Regions from separate parts of the Mus musculus genome. Here regions 1, 2, 3, 4 and 6 are each linked to region 5. The links are chromatin contacts, called in public promoter capture Hi-C maps. All regions are on one chromosome and are shown on one strand. The core of a region is the stretch at or near the end of the contact, and the rest is flanking DNA. Distances in the headings are between cores, read along the strand shown.

Region 1 (2,759 bases), core at 205-2,704, 420 kb after region 5:
CAGACTAGACTAATACACGAACGCAAACTAAGCTTTTATAAGCAACCCTTATAAGGGCCATACTTTTAAAACAATTAAAAGTCTACACGCCATTCAGAAAAAGTCTTAAATCCCGCTTAAAACCGCACATAAATCAATGAGGTTTACTACCACATGTTAGTACTGAGGAATCCTTGTGACATTTAAAAAACTTTTCAAGTATTCAAAATGTTAAGGGTGAAAAAAGGTCTTTGTATTGACAGCCAACAGTTTCTGGCGGATCACAAGCCTGCAATGCATCTTGGGATTCCTTCAGGTCGCTTTAGTGCCACCGATACTTAAAACGCAATTACAGTTCCAAACGTAGAAACTACAGTAGGAGCAGCTCTCTGGGCCAGCGAAGAGACAAGTCCTGTCCCCCAAACCCTAGACTTTCACACCCTCCTCCTGCCGGACTTCAAGCCCTATCAGTCCCCACTTCTGGGCCTCGTGGCACTGACTGGCCCAGGGCTGGCAGGGTCCCATACAGTTCCTATGCCTAGGGGTGAACCGCGTGCGGCCTTCCGCGGCGGGGCAATCGCCCCCGGGTCCCCTGGTCTCTGCTCCTCCTGGCCCAGGCGCCCCAAGCCAAGCAGCTCCCAGACTGGAGGCGCCCCACCCAGACCAGCCGGCGCCGCTGTCAGCGCCCCACGTGCGGGCCGGCCGGCCTCCCGTCCTCTCCACCCAGCCCACCGCGGAACTCCGGCCCCAGGCCGCCGCCCGTGCCTTGGGGATATCCAGCCCGGCAACTTACCCGAAGGGCCTCCCGCGCCGCTGCCTGCTCCGTGGTCGCCTCCGGCTGCGCCAGCTGGGGATAGCGGCGGCTGGGCCGGACCCCGCAGGAAGGACGGCACGAATTCAGCGGCGTGGACGTTGGGGACGAAAGGCTTGGCGTTGACGTTGAGTTGCCGGCTGAAAGCCGCGCTGAGGTTCTCACGCTGGGCCTCGGCCACCGCGGCCATGGAGCCGCTGCCGCTCCCGCCGCCGCCGCAAGGCCCGGGCCCGGGGGCCTCCATATCCGTCTGGTCCCAGCAGTCGGGCGCAGAGTCGCTGCTGCTGCTGCTCCCGCCGCCGCCGCCACCGCCGCCACCGCCGCTGCTAGGATCCATGATCGGGGGGGCCGTGTGTGTGGTGAAGAGAGGGCGGGAAATGGAGGCGGGGGCGGCCGACCGGGGAGGAGCAGGCCGCGCTGACCCGGGGAGGACGGCAAGACTGGGGAGCTGACAGTCAATGACTCACTCGCCGGCGTCCTGGGCAGCAGCTACAGTCCAGACAGTACACTCGAGACCAGGTCGACAGCGGCTCAACCCTCCTCGTGTGTGCGAAAGGATCTCCTCCCACCCAACCCCAACTACCGCCGCCGGCCTCACCGCCAACCCCACGTTTGGAGAGAATTGACCTCTCGCTACCACCCGTACCTTCGCCTCGGTAGTTCCCGTCTGTGTCCGCCCGCGTTTCCGCCTACGAAGCGCGGCCGATAGCTAAACTACAAGTCCCGACAGTACCCGCGAAGACCCGGTGCGGTTTTCTCGGGGGCTGACGGGAGTCGGAGTTCAGCGCTCAAGCGTCACCGGAAGCGGCTGGAACTCCCGGCAGGCAGCGCGAGGAGGCAGAAGTCTGGTGGCCCATCTGTCGCAGGGTGGGGGTAGGGGTAGGCTCTACTCGGCTAGGGCAAGACGGTGGGCCGAGCCCTTCCGCACGAGGCGACGATCCACCCTAGCCTGTGAGAACACCCGGTCCGCAGGCCTAACCTAGAGGAATTTTTTTTTCTTCTCCCTTTTCGGCGCCTTTTCTGTCTCCCAGTCTATATACCTTATTCTCTTTCTCTCCACCCGCAGCCAGAGTTTGCCCTACATTTCAAAGCCGGCGGGAGGCGTCTTTCCTTTTATGTATTCATTTTTGGAAGAGGCAGTAAAACCATGAGATGTTACAGCTGAAACTGCGTGTGGCTCATAAAGGTCCAAGGATGTCCGGCAAAAGGATCCTTAACTGGAAAATTTCAGTGACTCATGTTATGTTTGACTAGTCATTAAAAGCCCGCACCTAAAATGTTTTTTCGTCCTTTCATCCTCCCTGCCAGGAGATTTACAAATTAATCGGGATTGCCATATTTTTTAGTGTACCCAGCGGTACCTAATAGTGGCTATTTTGGTGCTTCCAGTTCCTTAGCTGCCATTAGGTAAAGTGCTGTTCTTTTGAAAGGCCGCATCTGTCAGCTATTCTTACAGTCCTTTAATAATGAGGGCATCTCACACTTTCAAGTTGCATTTTAGTAATTGTGGGGTAAGTGACAAGCAAGAAAAAATAAAATTCACCTTTATTTTTTACTGCACGAAGTAGGAATACCTGTTCTAAATACCTGTTAAATGCTCCTGTAATTCACCCATGGAGACCAAGACAAAGAAAAGTATACTCTTAATTTTACTTGCTCTGAAAAGAGTCTAGACAGAATGCAACTAACCTACTTGGAAATTACAGAGTAACATATTCAAAATGTTCAAACAACGAGTTTTTTTTTTTTTTAAATCTGGATCTAAGATATCTAAATTGGAATGCTGACTTTAAACATTTGTATAATAAAAAGTGAGAATTTGGCCTAACGAGAGAGGTAATAGACAAAGTTGTCAATAATTTTTTGTTTGTTTTGTTTTTGTTTTGTTGGGTTTTTTGGTTTTTCGAGACAGGGTTTCTCTGTATAGCCATGGCTGTCCTGGAACTCACTCTGTAGACCAGGTTGGCCT
Region 2 (2,700 bases), core at 152-2,651, 370 kb after region 5:
ACTTGCTGCTTTCCCAGGAGATCTGATTTCTGTCACCTGTACCAACACTGGGCTGCTCACAACCTCTTATCTCTGCAGTCTAGGTGGTCTGACATCCTCTTTTGGCTTCTGCAAGCACTGGACACATGTGGCCCACATTCTTACACTCACACTCTGAGTTTTAAAAATTAAAGGGGGTGGGCGGCTGGAGAGATGGCTCAGCGGTTAAGAGCACTGACTGCCCTTCCAGAGATCCTGTGTTCAATTCCTAGCAACCACATGGTGGCTCACAACCATCTGTAATGAGGTCTGATGCCCTCTTCTGGTGTGTTTGAAGACAGCAACAGTATACTCACATACATAAAATAAATAAATGTTAAAAAAAAAAAACAGCCAAAAAACAAAAAAATCCAACCAAACAACTCTCAAGAGATAAATAATTACTTACACTTTGACCCGAAGTTCTTTCTCTGGAATTTTCCATAATATCACCATTAAAAATAAATTTTCGCTCCCACTCAACAGCAATTCATTATTGTTTTTTTTGGACTTTGAGCGATTAGATATTACTTCCACTGCCTTTCTAATCTGCAGAGACAGAGAATAAGTTAATTTTCTCAATCTATGTTAATTGCTCCCACACAGACATATCTGCTTCCTTTGCTCCTTTGGGGGGCGGGGGGCGTTTCAAGAGAGGGTTTTCCTATATAGCTCTGGCCAACCTGGAATACTTAGTCCAGGCTGGCGTCGAATTCAAAAGATTCGCCTGTCTCCCGTGTGCTGGGATTAAAGGCGTGCGCCACAAAGCCTGGCGCTCCTCTTTCTATTGGGCAAATTTCATCAGCGTATCGGGATATTACAATTTGTACCCATTGCAATGTAAGAACCCGTCTAAAACATCTAAGGACTTGCTTCCAAAATCTGTTTACAGGTTGTCCTTTCTACGTAAGAGGACTATTCGGAAGCTTCTCCTGCCCTCTATGAGAAAGGAAGCGGTCAGGAAAGGCGCGTTGGCCCTGCTACCAACACTTTGTGCACGGACACATGACCTGTGATGCTGCAGAACCGAGCGCAGAAGCCCGCTTTCCACAGGAGGCAAACAGGCCAGAAGTGTGAGAAGAGCGAGCCCGCTGGGTGCGTTCCCAGAGGCCAGCCTCGAGCTCCGGAGAGCCCACGCGGTCGCGGGCCCACTTCATTTCCAGCCTCTCGCCCCACACCCTGCGCCGAACGCGGGTCCTAACCACCCTGCTTCCCGAATCGTCGTCCCCAAAAGCCACTCGCCTGCTCTCTGTCCAGCTGTAAAAGAGCGGTCGGGGTCACTTGCACGTCGGTGGTGGTCGCCTCAGCGACCGAGGCACTGGGAGATTCGGACGCAGAGCCCTTCATGTCGCCTCGTGTGGAAGGCCTGTAGAAGTCAGAGCTCATGCGCAGCCCGGAGGCCCGGAACCGGAAAGCAGTCAGTAACACTGCGAGGGGGAGGGGTATCACGTCATTTCCGGCGAGGCGCGAAATTAGATGTTGGGCCCGCCCTCTTGGGTAGATGGTGTTGCGGTCGTAGACTGTGCCCAGAGTTATTCTAGCGGCAGCATCTCCTTTGCCTCCGACTCTTTCTAAGGCTGCAGGCCTGAAAAACCCTGTCGCTCCTTCCGGAGGACACCGAGCGAGCGCCCTAAGGAGAGACTAAAGCCCTCTCTTCAATCCCGTGCTGTCTTCTGCAGAGCGGGAAGCCGTGGCTCCTCCATTCCTTTCTGGCTTCAGGCGTCGGTTTCCCCAAATTGGTGGTATTCCCAGGAAATAAAGAGAAACTGCCAACGCTAGGCGCGGGATGCTGCGCGAGAAACGAAAAAATGAGTCGGTCTCTCAGGAGCTTCGGCCCAGGTAAGACCTTGCGTGAGTGTGAAGGGATAACTTTAGTGTAGGAGAGAATACGCCAGAACGTCCTATGAGTAGTTGCCAAGCATGCCCACTGTGGTGACCGTGCCCAATACCCCGTATTCGAGGTTGTTCTCAGTCAGTTCAGGGAGCTCTCAATAGTACCACCAGTTTTTATTTTCGATTAGTTCGAGACAGAGCCTCTATTGAGACAGAGTATTATTGAGACAGGGTCTCTATTATTGAGACAGGGTCTCTATTATGGCAATTCTGGCTATTCTGGAACTCTATATAGACAGGTCTGACCTCGAACTCACTGAGATCCTCCTGCTTCAGGTTTCAGAGTGCTAGGATTAAAAGCATCCACCAATACGCCCCCACTTAAGTCAAACTCTTCCTATATCACCCAGGGTTACCCGAGTGAGCCTCCTCCTCTACGTCTCAGATGCTAGATTTACAAGAGTGAGCGAGTCCCCTGCCCCCACCTTGTACCGGCACAGTTACATAATTTATTTAGAAATTTTTATGTGAATGTTAAGGATAGTGACAGGTTCAGCTAGCTGTGTGGGAATAAAATGCTCTCCATTGTCAGATGTCTTCCAAAAGTGCTCCTGTGAAGGGACCATGCTCTGCTAGTGTCTGTTGAGGGAGGACCTTGTCCTAATTTAACTTGTAGAATACAAGTCCTTGGCACCTGCTTCTACTTGGCTATTTAGAATCTAGTATAAGATGGACTTTTAACATATTGCAGTGACTTGCTACACTGGGCTTGAGGTATGCAGGCTAACACACTCCAAAGAGCATTGGTGGTCTTAGGTGTTCTCTTGCCTGTATTCAAGTTTGAGAACC
Region 3 (2,846 bases), core at 10-2,509, 440 kb before region 5:
TCTTTAGGACCCGCCCCCCTGGGCCTCCACCACCACACTGGGACGCTGAGGCACCCAGACAATTGCACTGAGCAGCTACAGGGTTCTCAGCCCCTTCAGACGGCCATGTGTCACTACTCAGTATGAATTGTGTAGACCAATCCAGTAAATCCCCCTGTGGTCTGTATTTGTTTTAGAGAACCCTGACCAGCACACCTAAGGAGGAAATTGATCCAATCTGAAAACTCGCATCTGATTGAGGCTATTCTGAGTTGACTGAGATTGTAATTATTATTTAATTTATTTATTTTTGTTATGTGTGTATGAGTATTTTGCTTGCTTCCATGTCTATATAAGCATATATATATATATATATATATATATATATATATATATATATATATATACAAGCATGCAGTGCCCTAGGAGGCTAGAAGATTGTTTCCGAACCCGTGAAATTAGAGTGAAATTAGTGTCAGCTGCTGCCATGTGGGTGCTAGGAACCCGAACCCAGGTCCTCTGCAAGAACAACTGCTCTTAGCCCTGAGCTATTTCTCCACTCTTTTTCACCTTAAAAATCTGACCGTGAACGACAACGCAATTCAACCCATCTGCAAGATGCCTGCCACCTTGACTCAGTAACAGCAGGTGCAGTGGTGTCTCCCTTCCCCCACTCACCTGCAAGGGACAGTTCACCTCCTCAGCAGCGCACTCCAAGCGCCTCTTGAGGGTGTCCATGCTGCTGTTCTCCGTCAGAAGCCTGTCCAGCTCATAGCACAACTCGGACTTCCAGAAACCGAGGTCGGATAGCCTCTGGCCCAAGTTCCGGGAGGTTCCCTCCTGCATCTGGTGTATCAGCTGGTCCTTATCCTGCATGATCCGCAGCGAGTCGCCTGTCAGCCGGCTGGCCCAGAGCCGCGAGGCCTCTGCATTCCTGATCTGCAGATCATTGGAGCGGTCCCAGTCCCTTGGGGTGTAGCGACAGAAGAGCGCGGAGCGGAGCGAGGGCAGGATGGTGGGCGGCCGCCGGATGCCTGAGCATTCCTCGGGGATTGTCTGGGAGGTGGCGATCTTGTGGAAGACGCTGGGTCTCCACGCGTTCAGGTAGCGGTATCCGGGCAGGTGAAAGGGTTGGTAGCACTCCTGTACCACAGGTTCCTGCCCAGCAGGGGGCAGCGCCTGCAAGCCACAGCCTTTCTTGGGGCCACAGAAACTCGCTGTCTGAGTGGTTCCAAGAAATTCCATCTTTCCCCATCAGCCCCACCGGGGAAAACTTTACCCAAGGGGCCAGGGCATCCCAAGAGCTAGGAGCCGCGGGGCCTCTGTGACTTAGTGCTGGTGTCATAAAGCATGGGTTAGGGTCTTTGTGCCAGGTCCTGGTTCTCCAGGTGGTTGAAGCCCCTATGATCTAAATAAAATGCAGTCAACAAAGAGAAGTGTGTTTAGGGCCTGAAGAGATGGTTTTGGTGGCTAGGAGCATATAGTGCCCAACCGAAGGAGCTAAGTTCCTAGCAACCACATCACAACCGCCTGTAATTCTGGCTCAAGGAGATCTAATTCCTCCACAGGAGCCCATGCACACAGATAAACACAAATACACAAAATCAAAAGAAAAGAAGGCTTCTTTTGGAGACAGGGTTTCTCTGCATAGTCCTGGATGGAGCTTGCTTTGTAGATCAGGCTGGCCTCAAATTCTCAGAAATCCTCTGGCTCCACCTTCTGAGTACTGGGATTGAAGGCTTGCACCACCACTCCCAGTGGCTTTTTTTTTTTTTTTTTTTTGAGTGGAATTTTTCAATCCCACTGGTTTGGGGTCGAAAGAAACGGCAGATGTCTGTCATTCTGGAACAACAAAATCTGCCTTTCCAGAGCTTGATCAGTCTGGGTATCGAAGCAAATCTAATATGGTCCACACCTCTCACCCTGTGGGATCAGCTGGGCCAACATTAGCTGTCTTTGTTTCTTTATTCCCAAGATAATATCCAGAAGGTTCGATCATGCCTGCAGGAGTCAGGATGGAGTCAGGAAGGTGGGGACTAGAAGACCATCCTCAGCTATCTGTGTTTTTGTTTTGTTTTGCTTTGAGACACGGCTCCAGGTACCCAAGCTGACCTCAGACTTGATATGTGGCTGAGAAGAGCCTTGAACTTCTGATTCTCCTTCTCGACTCTCCTAAATGATGAGATTACAGGCCTCTGCCGCTGGCTGCACTGTTTGTGCTGAAGTTTGAAGCCCAGGGCTTCCGCAATGCTAGGCAAGCATTCTATCAACTATATCCCAAGGCTCATGAGTTTGGGGATATCATAGGCTACATGTGACTGAGTCAAAACATCAAATATTTTAAAATGGCCCATACATTGCACAGAGTTGTGCTCAGCAGTAGTGTTCACGCCAGCAGGAAGAGTGTGGTCGGACTGGATCGAGCATGAGCAGTTAGATCACGAAGCCTAAATGTGGAGTGGTTGCAATGGAGAACCACAACACTCTAGGCAGGTAAAATGGGGCCACAAAGACAAGAAAGTTTTACAACCTGCAGTTTTGAGAATGCAAAACTGGCCTCCTCATCAGTCTTCCTGGAACAACAAATGGGAGGAGGGGAGAAGCTGGAAATGGAATGGGTAACTGAAGTGCTCTGTGTGCTGGCTTGAGTAGGCTTGGTCCCCAGAGACTCAGGTGTGGCCCACAGGGAGTGACACTATTAGCAGATGTGTCTTTGTTAGGATAGGTGTGGCCTTGGTGGAGGAAGTGTGTCAGTGTGGGAGTGGGTTTTGAGGGCTCCTAGTGCTCAAGCTCTGCCCAGAGAAGGAGACAGTCTCTCCTGGTTGCCTTCAGATCAAGCTCTGCCCCGTGAGGAGGAGACAGTCTCT
Region 4 (2,700 bases), core at 113-2,612, 490 kb after region 5:
CTGAGCTACTACAGTTTCTAGCTCTTCATTATTTTCTTATTTCTGATCAAGAGCCTAAGTTCTCCAGGCTGGGTGACTCCAGCCTCATATCCAGCAGGCAAAATAGTCTTTCAACTCCATATTTAAAATAGGGCAAAACCCTGGATTTCACAGTTGCTGTGAATTTAGCTCTTGTGTTCTCTCAGCACCTACCCACCTTTCCTCTCACTGTTGCCTAGAGTCAGTTGGACAACTCTTGTAGTTCCCTTAACCCACTGACCCACTGTCATTCTCCTCAGACCCATTACAATGCATTCTCATTCTAGAAAGTTCTCTCTCTCTCTCTCTCTCTCTCTCTCTCTCTCTCTCACACACACACACACACACACACACACCCACCACAAATTCTCCCAAGTGCCTCAGGCAGTAATTCGATTCTTCTGTGAATGTTGGTATTAAAGGTGTGCATGGTCACACCAGGATTGTAAGTGAAGTTTCAAATTCTGACTGCATCACTGTGCTTTGCACTTTTATTCCCACATCCATCATCAAGAAAGTACAAACTCTCCTGCCTGCAGGGCCTTGCACGTGCTACTCCAACTACTGAACTATATCCACCACTCCGGTTTTACCACTCCGGTTTTACTTTTTATTTCGAGAGTCTTGAGAAGTTACCCAGAATGGCTTTGAATTCACCTTTTGTTTTTGTTTGTACAGAGAGTTGAAGCTTGGGCCTCCTGCATGCAAGGCATGTGCCCTCTCTACCAAACTTTTTTTTTTTTTTTTTTTTTTTTTCGAGTCAGGGTTTCTCTGTATAGCCCTGGCTGTCCTGCAACTCACTTTGTAGACCAGGCTGGCCTCGAACTCAGAAATCCGGGATTAAAGGCGTGCGTTACCACGCCGGCCATCCACAGCTCTTGAATTCTTGCAGCTCAGGCTCCTGACTTATCCTCTTGAATGTTGGGATTTAAAGCCTGTACCACCAGGCCCTGCAGGCCCATTACTCTTTTTTTCTCTCTTCTCTTTGAGACAGTCTCAAGCAGCCCCATCTAGCCTCGAAATCATTGAGTAGTTCAAGGTTGACCTTGAACTTCTGATCCACCTGCCTTCCCCCGAGTGCTGGTTTGACGGACATGCAACACACTACTCCAAGCTCTCGGTACGCGTATATCGCATCCTTGTCCGAACTTCAGTCTAAATGGATGTCTTTTTCTTGGCTCGGGGATTGGGAGGCATTGATTTTGTGAGGTGCCGGTTCTCTTCCCTGCTACCCTGGGGCGTCGATTTGCCCGAGTATTTTGGTTCCGGGTCGGGAGGCGGGCCCTAGGAGAGTCACTGCTTCCGGGGCGGGGCCAGCGGGCGGGGCGCGCGTTCTCCCGGCCTGTGTGGAGCTCGGCGGCTGCAGACGCGGCGGCGGCGGCAAGGCAGGCGGCGGCCCCGGGAGCAGCAACATGAGCGGTGAGTGGCGGCCCCGCTGCTGTCACCCGCCCCGTAGCGCCACTGCAGCCGCACGCTCCGGGCCCGGTGTGCTCACACGCTGCAGACCCCCGCGGGGTCGCTCGCAGGCTCGGAGCCCTGGCCCGGAGTCTCCTGCACCGCTCCCACTATCCCGGGGCTGGCGCTCCTGTCCCTCTGCCTCACCAGTGACAGCCAACTCCTAGAGCAGAGCTTGCTCCCAATTCCCTCCCAGACAGCCGATCCCTTTGACAGGTTTCCGCACCCCGGATTCTCAGATCTCTGGTACTTGCCTTAGTCCCTCTTTCTCCCGTGACCCTCCTGGGACTCAGCTCCAGTTACCAGCCCCTGGTTTTTAGTTATTCTCTGTTCCAGGTCTCTTCCACCCAGTGACTCCTCTTTCTCCAAAGGCAAAGAGCATCTCTAGACACCCCTGTCACACACAGCAAACCAGAGCGACAGCTCCGGGTCCCCAGAGGTCTCAGTGTTAGGACAGCTTTGTCTTCTTCCCTCCTCTTCCCTGCACCTGTGTCCCCAGAGCTGGCCAGTTAGCCTCGCAGCGTCCCTCTCCCGGTTGTGCCTTTTGTATTTGGGCTGTTAGTTCATGCTTCAGTTCTCTCCATGTCTTCCTCTAGCTCATCGTTTGAAGTCTCCGGTTGTGTCCTGAAGCCCTTTCCTTCTTGCCCAATGCTGAACCTAAATGGGGCTCAAGCGTTGCCCAAGCCAATACCACCAGCAGGGAGGTGGAGCGGGTGGGGAGTCTGGAAGTGAGAGGCAGGTGCTTGTGACGGCTTGTGCTCAGTGATACCGAAGTTTAGTCCCTTTGTCGGAGTCTGTGTCTTCAAGCCTCCCTCTGAAGAGTCCTGATGATGTTTTGATGTTTTGGTGCTAAGTCATTCCTGGGTGTTGCGCGTGGAGATGGGAGTGACTCAGGGAAGGCTTGTGTTGGCTGTTGATTCTCCTGCTGGACTCAGGGATCTGGATTCCCTTAGGAGGACCCGCCTACCCTCGTAGTTTCTGTTTTTTCTTACTGTGCAGCTGGATTTTCGTCTCTGCACCCAGTCTCTAGACTTGCACTCAGGTGTTTCATGGAGCGGAGAGGGTGCTAGGGCAAAGGAGCAAAGGGCAGTCTTAATTTTTTGTTTTTTAAATTATTTCTGTGCATCTTTAAAAAAACGTTAGATGCTTTTTGTTGCTCAAGAGCAAAGTTTATGGAACTGTGGTCTTATTGAGGGGACTAATGGAGGGGTTTTTACAGTTTACGTT
Region 5 (2,700 bases), core at 10-2,509:
ATTCTCTCTCTCTCCCTCTCTGCATTCTCTCTCTCTCCCTCTCTGCATTCTCTCTCTCTCTCTCTCCCAGCACATGCACACTCTTTCTCTACCCCCTCCCCTCTGTCTTCCTCCCCATGTCGACTTCCCTGGCCTCCTTCCTTGGGACCAGAGAACCGACCCAAGAGCGGCTTCCCCATAAGCCTGCCTTTGCGTACTTCGATTTGGCTTGAATTGACTCATTTCACCAGCAGAGAATAACTTACCAGGATGCACGTGTGCCGCAGCGCACTTGTGGAAGTCAGAGAACAATTTATGGGAGTTAATTCTCACATGGGTTTTGGGAATGGAACTCTGATCTGATATCAGATTTGGTGGCAAGTGATTTTGCCTGGTGAGCATTCTTGCTAGGTAAACACTCTCCTATAGAGCAATATCCCGAACTGAAAGAGGAAATTGTTTAATTTACTTGTTATGGTGTTTCCAGGAAGGGCTCTTGTATACCAGGTTGGACTCCAATTCACTCTGTGGCTAAAGATGACCTTGAACTCATCTTCCAGCCCTGGTGAGTGCTAGAGTTAAATAGGTGTGAACCACCAAAATTTGTTTTGATACTTTTTTAATCGTTAAATTCAAATAAGTGTATTTATTTTCTTTTTAAAGATTTCCCCTGATAAAACTCTTATAATTTCAGGAATACTGTGTGTGTGTGTGTGTGTGTGTGTGTGTGTGTGTGTGTAGTCTGGGCACAAGACCAATTTCTAAAGATGCTTGATATCTTAACCAAAGTTACCAGCGCAGCGCATATTCAGCGTCATCTCTGAGGTATTAAAAGAGTACAACCAATCCATTCATAAATTTGTGTTTGGGGCCATGCTTAAACTATTCCTCTGGAACTCTCTCTCCTGTGTGTAGATGTGATTTCGTATCAAAAAGGTCCAAGGGATCTACTTGCATCTCGGCTTTTCGTGTGGTAATGTTTTGCTAAGGGTGCACATTTTATTTCGGCTCTTAAAATTAATCGATCATCTACAACTACTGTTGAGTGCGTCTTATTTTTTAGTAAACTGGAACGGAGACATATGGCTTAAATCGTTGCTCTTCCTTAGGAGAGGAAATTCCGTATCTCCCTGCATTTGTTAGCGTATCTATTTTCTATTTAATTCAGTTGAATCTTTCAGCTTCTGGCGGTTACGCGGCTGTCCCGCCCCCATCCATTGGCTGCCTCGGGCAGGCGCGCTCTTGATTGGCTGCCGCTCGCCAAACCCCCGCCGTCCGTCAGAGTTGGCGGGAAAGCGGTGGTGGCGCAGCATGGCGGCTGCGGCGTCCGAGTCGCTGTCCTCCGGTGGCCCCGGGGCCGTGCGGCTGCCGCGCTTGCCGCCACTCAAGGTACTGGCAGGACAGCTGCGGCGGCACGCAGAGGGTGGCCCGGGCGCGTGGCGGCTGTCGCGGGCGGCGGTGGGCCGCGCTCCGCTGGAGCTGGTGGCCGTGTGGATGCAGGGTACCGTGCTGGCGGCGGAAGGCGGCCAGGCCCGGCTGCGCGACTCGAGCGGAGCCTTCTCTGTGCGCGGCCTGGAGCGCGTACCACGCGGCCGGCCCTGCCTCCTCCCAGGTAACGTGGGCGGGACCGGCTCTGCAGGTCCTCCCCGGGGCGGGGCGGGGCGGGGCGGTCCCACCTCCAGGCTCTAGCCCTCCTTCCTGGCCCAGCCCCTGTCAAGTGACTCCCCACCCATCCTCTTGGATGACAGCAACACCTATCCCCGCTTTCTAAGATGTAGGTTCCAGCCGGGCCTGGAGGTACACATCTTCCATCCCAATACTAGGAGTCTGAGGCAGGAGGATGGCAAAGTTCAAAGCCTGACTGAGCTACGAAGTGAGTTTAAGGCCAACGTAAGGCAACTCAGTGAGAGCCTGTCTCAGAACAAAAAGTAAAGAGGGCCTGGGGTGGGAGCACTTCCTAACATTGATGAGTCCTTGGGTTTAACCCAGACAGCGAGAATAGTAAACAAGTACATCTACTAAAACGCCTGTAGGTTCCCGAGGCTATCCCACCTTCCCAGTTTTGAGCCTTGCAATTCTGTGTCACAGTTCTATCCCTGTAGATGTTTTTCTCATTTTTCCCCGTATGTTTTGAAAATAATTTCTCAGGAAATGTCTGCTTGTCTTTTTCTCTGTGTGTGTGTGTGTGTGTGTGTGTGTGTGTGTGTGTGTGTGTTTTTAAGGCAGTGTCTAGCCTAGACTGACCTAAAATTCATTGTGTAGCTTGGACACCCGGGCTTCCTGCTTCCATCTCCTGAGTGCTAGGATTCTAGGCATATGCTGCTCCATCTGGTTCATACGCTGCTGGGAATCAAACTGGGGGCTTTGTGCATGCTACGCAAGCAATCCCAGCCCTAAGTCTGTACTCATATTTTTGTTTGTTTGTTTGTTTGTTTGTTTTTTCGAGACAGGGTTTCTCTGTATAGCCCTGGCTGTCCTGGAACTCACTTTGTAGACCAGGCTGACCTCGAACTCAGAAATCCACCTACCTCTGTCTCCCTAGTACTGGGATTAAAGGCATGTGCCACCACGCCCAGCAGGTTTTCTGAGTCTTAAGAGTTGTTTCTAATACCCTCTAAGGAGATGCTGATATTGCAGGGTTTGAGGCTGCCCTTTGAGCTACTGCAGTTCTTGCACTGTGGTTCTGATAGCTTGACTCTAGCATCTGGTCCAATGCCTGGC
Region 6 (2,753 bases), core at 247-2,746, 390 kb before region 5:
AATCTCCTGCCTCCATCTCCTTCGTGCTGAGGTTACAGCTGCTTGCTACTAGGCCCAGTTTATTTAGAGCTAGGAGTGGATTAGAACCCAGGGCTTCATGCATGCTGGGCAAGTACTCTACCAACTGAGCTACACGCCCAGACCTCACATTGTAAAGGTGCAAATTACCCTAGGTTGCTGAGTAGGGTTGCGGTATTGTCACAAATGCCCTTATTATTGAGAGGTACAGGAGCGCATGTGCACGTGCACACCACCATGCCTCGTTGATGCTGTGGTTAGGATGGAACCCAGAGGTCTGTTCGTGCTAAGCAGATACTCCACCAACTGAACTACATGAAACTAGCATGTTTATGACAATTTGTTACAGTGACCACGTACTAATTTCATTCTTAGAGACTGTTGTATTTGGGTCGGATGATCTAATGGAAGAGGAAGACAAAATAACCGTAGCGGAAAGGTAGCACTTTTGACTAGCATACACAAGGCCCTCTGTTCCATTCCCAGTACCAGAAAACATAAAGAGAAAGCACTAGGTACCAGGCCTCTAAGTATGCTAGGGACGAGTGGGATGGACAAGTGGGCGTGGCTGAGCTGTGATTGTTTCTTGAAGGCTCAGGGGTTTGCACTTTCGCAGCTACCCTGCTGCAGACTGACTCCTCTCCTACACTGCCATATCTGACCTTCCAACAAGGATGCAGAACCTTTGCACTTCCTGTTCCTTTAGCCCAAATTCTCTTCCTCCAGAGCCTCCTGTGGCTGCCGGCTTCTCAGCATCCAGTCTCAGCTTAAAAGTCACTGCCTCAAAGACCCCTTCCCCCGCCCCGCCCCTTTGTGCTAGAGCATGAGAACAACCCTTGGAACCTTCTCTTACCTCACCGTGCTAGTTTCTTTCTAACCCTCTTAACATTTTTGCCTAATAAATCAGCTGCCCCGCCCCCAAGCTCTAGGCTCCAAGGGGGCAGGGTCTGTACAACTCATGCACACAGCAGTTGTTCCGTGTATTTCGAATGAATGAGTTGGCGAATGAATGAATTTGCAGCTTGGGACCAAATAAGTCAACATACCTGATCTTGGCCTTTCTAAAGGCCAGCTCCTCTTCATTACCGAAGTCCAGGGACACATCCTCAGTATCATCCCCTAGGCCCTGGGGAACAGCAGGAGCAGATAGATGGCAGGCCATCCCAGAGCTCACAGGAGGCCTTCGGGCGTGAGCGCCCTCTCTCCCTGGATATGTCTCTGTGCTCCTCCCAGCATTATTCCCTTAGTTCCCTAGGCTTTCCCCACCCTCCTTACTGCTCGGGGGCTTAGCCTTCAAGGCCAGTGCATCTACCTCCCAATGCAGCATCTCTGCAGCCCTACCTGCTTCATCCCCCTGGGTACCACTTGACACTATAGCACAGGTTCCAGCTCTGCCCTTCACCGCCCAAAGTTTAGGATGCCCAGCAGGGAGCCCGCCTGTGGGATGCTCCCAGCCTTAGCTCAGCTCTAGTGATCGATGGGGGGAGGGGCTCTGTGCAGTGCGCAGTCGCGGACTGGGGCGGAGCCAGAGAGGATACCCAAGGATGCTGGGATACACTGAGAGCCGAGTTCAACACGGAGGGTGCAGGACGTGAATGTAAGTTAGTATCCAGAAGCTGAGCGCTCAGGTTGGAAGCAGAGTTTGCTGGCTCTATAAAAAGCAAACTCTTCTGCGCCAGGCATAGTAGTGCAAGCCTGTGACTCTTGGAAATCTGAAGCAGAAGATTGCCCGGCTGCATAGAAACAAACAAATAAATAAACAAACAGCTGTGATCAGGATCTAGTTGCGTGGCTTGGGAACAGCAGTATTGACATAGAAATGGGCACACAGAGAAGAGTAGTTGTAGCCATGTGAAGGCCTTGCTGGCCTTCTCCTGGCCCAGAACAGAGTCGCAGAATCTCTTCTATGGCCTACCCCTGCCATTTCCCAATTCCCACCCCACTATCTACACAATCTCCCTTAGCCCCCATATCCCTCCCTGCCATCCTGGGACAGAGCTGAGTGACAGGAAGCCAAAGCTGCTAGTCTTGCTTCATGGTTCCCCTTTCTCCCTCCCCCACAACCAGGTGTTAGCCTGACTCCTGGTGACCCCCTCAGGGATACCGAGCCACAAGCTCCAGGGCAGTTCCTTCCTGCCCTGGCTAGAGCGCAGTAAGGGGCTGGTTCACCTTTAATCCTATAGCTGTGCCAGAGCTGCCAGCTGCACACACCACTCTTTAGGACACAGAGATGCTGTCTGGGGGGAAGGGAAAGGGGACTCCTTCTATGACAGAAGACCATCTCAGGGGCCAAGCCTTTTGAAGTGTTTTTCAAACTCTGACTGACATGGCAATGTTGGCCTGTAATCACAGTACTTAGGAAGGCTGAAGCAGGAGGATCACAAATTTCAGGCTAGCCTAAAATACAAAACAAGTTCAAGACCAGCCTGGGCAAATTAGCAAGATCCTATCTCAAAAAGTTTATTTTAAAAATGAGGTAGAAGGGGGATGGGGTGGGGTGGGCATATGCACAAGCAAGTGATTTTAGTGAGTGCTAGAGTGTTTGTCTTGCATACAAGAGACTCTTGATTCAATCCCCAGTGACACACACACCCCACACAAACATGTCTGTGTGTTTGTATGTATATGTATATGTATATGTATATGTATATGTATATGTATATGTATATGTATATGTATATGTATATATTTCCAAACCAACATCAGTTCTAGTAGCTTCTAAGCCCTCTGCTGCT

The links. Promoter capture Hi-C pulls out the DNA fragments that hold promoters and counts their contacts. Capture Hi-C pulls out chosen DNA fragments and counts their contacts.
Region 1: a contact with region 5 is called in a promoter capture Hi-C map of liver, with 3 times the contacts expected there. The contact joins the promoter of Gspt1 here to the promoter of Rmi2 in region 5. A contact is called at or near these places in 1 of 39 promoter capture datasets (neural stem cells), 1 of 484 Hi-C or Micro-C datasets (B cells), 3 of 115 datasets of contacts at active chromatin or transcription factors (bone marrow-derived macrophages, embryonic limb bud and memory CD8 T cells) and 1 of 9 other capture datasets (liver).
Region 2: a contact with region 5 is called in a promoter capture Hi-C map of neutrophils, with 4 times the contacts expected there. The contact joins the promoter of Rsl1d1 here to the promoter of Rmi2 in region 5. A contact is called at or near these places in 4 of 39 promoter capture datasets (the C10 cell line, embryonic stem cells, liver and 1 more), 3 of 115 datasets of contacts at active chromatin or transcription factors (effector CD8 T cells, memory CD8 T cells and pancreatic cancer cells) and 1 of 9 other capture datasets (adipose tissue).
Region 3: a promoter capture Hi-C map of embryonic stem cells shows a contact between it and region 5, with 2.2 times the contacts expected there. The contact joins the promoter of Tekt5 here to the promoter of Rmi2 in region 5. A contact is called at or near these places in 2 of 39 promoter capture datasets (embryonic stem cells and stem cell-derived epiblast-like cells) and 1 of 484 Hi-C or Micro-C datasets (regulatory T cells).
Region 4: a contact with region 5 is called in a promoter capture Hi-C map of hematopoietic stem and progenitor cells, with 2.2 times the contacts expected there. The contact joins the promoter of Snx29 here to the promoter of Rmi2 in region 5. A contact is called at or near these places in 9 of 39 promoter capture datasets (3T3-L1-derived adipocytes, the HPC-7 cell line, cranial neural crest and 5 more) and 1 of 9 other capture datasets (pancreatic islet).
Region 6: a promoter capture Hi-C map of hippocampal neurons shows a contact between it and region 5, with 2.6 times the contacts expected there. The contact joins the promoter of Tvp23a here to the promoter of Rmi2 in region 5. A contact is called at or near these places in 2 of 39 promoter capture datasets (embryonic stem cells and hippocampal neurons), 2 of 115 datasets of contacts at active chromatin or transcription factors (bone marrow-derived dendritic cells and bone marrow-derived macrophages) and 1 of 9 other capture datasets (liver).

What each region holds. Positions count from the first base shown.
Region 1 is chr16:11,252,871-11,255,629 of GRCm38.p6, forward strand. It overlaps Gspt1 (G1 to S phase transition 1), which reads right to left and starts at 1,455. Exons shown (of 15, transcript NM_146066.2): 1 at 773-1,455. The coding sequence starts at 1,127. LOC115488671 reads right to left here and starts at 766. Exons shown (of 2, transcript XM_030249388.1): 1 at 1-766. It overlaps Mir1945 (microRNA 1945), which reads right to left and starts at 1,575; the gene lies at 1,498-1,575.
Region 2 is chr16:11,201,891-11,204,590 of GRCm38.p6, forward strand. It overlaps Rsl1d1 (ribosomal L1 domain containing 1), which reads right to left and starts at 1,402. Exons shown (of 9, transcript NM_025546.2): 1 at 1,261-1,402; 2 at 428-567. The coding sequence starts at 1,365. It overlaps 2610020C07Rik (RIKEN cDNA 2610020C07 gene), which reads left to right and starts at 1,493. Exons shown (of 3, transcript NR_038156.1): 1 at 1,493-1,857.
Region 3 is chr16:10,394,196-10,397,041 of GRCm38.p6, forward strand. It overlaps Tekt5 (tektin 5), which reads right to left and starts at 1,260. Exons shown (of 7, transcript NM_001291001.2): 1 at 658-1,260. The coding sequence starts at 1,224.
Region 4 is chr16:11,321,542-11,324,241 of GRCm38.p6, forward strand. Snx29 (sorting nexin 29) reads left to right here and starts at 1,363. Exons shown (of 21, transcript NM_028964.4): 1 at 1,363-1,437. The coding sequence starts at 1,431.
Region 5 is chr16:10,833,800-10,836,499 of GRCm38.p6, forward strand. Rmi2 (RecQ mediated genome instability 2) reads left to right here and starts at 1,260. Exons shown (of 2, transcript NM_001162932.1): 1 at 1,260-1,591. The coding sequence starts at 1,291. It also overlaps the pseudogene Gm17913.
Region 6 is chr16:10,445,866-10,448,618 of GRCm38.p6, forward strand. Tvp23a (trans-golgi network vesicle protein 23A) reads right to left here and starts at 1,497. Exons shown (of 7, transcript NM_001013778.2): 1 at 1,065-1,497. The coding sequence starts at 1,180.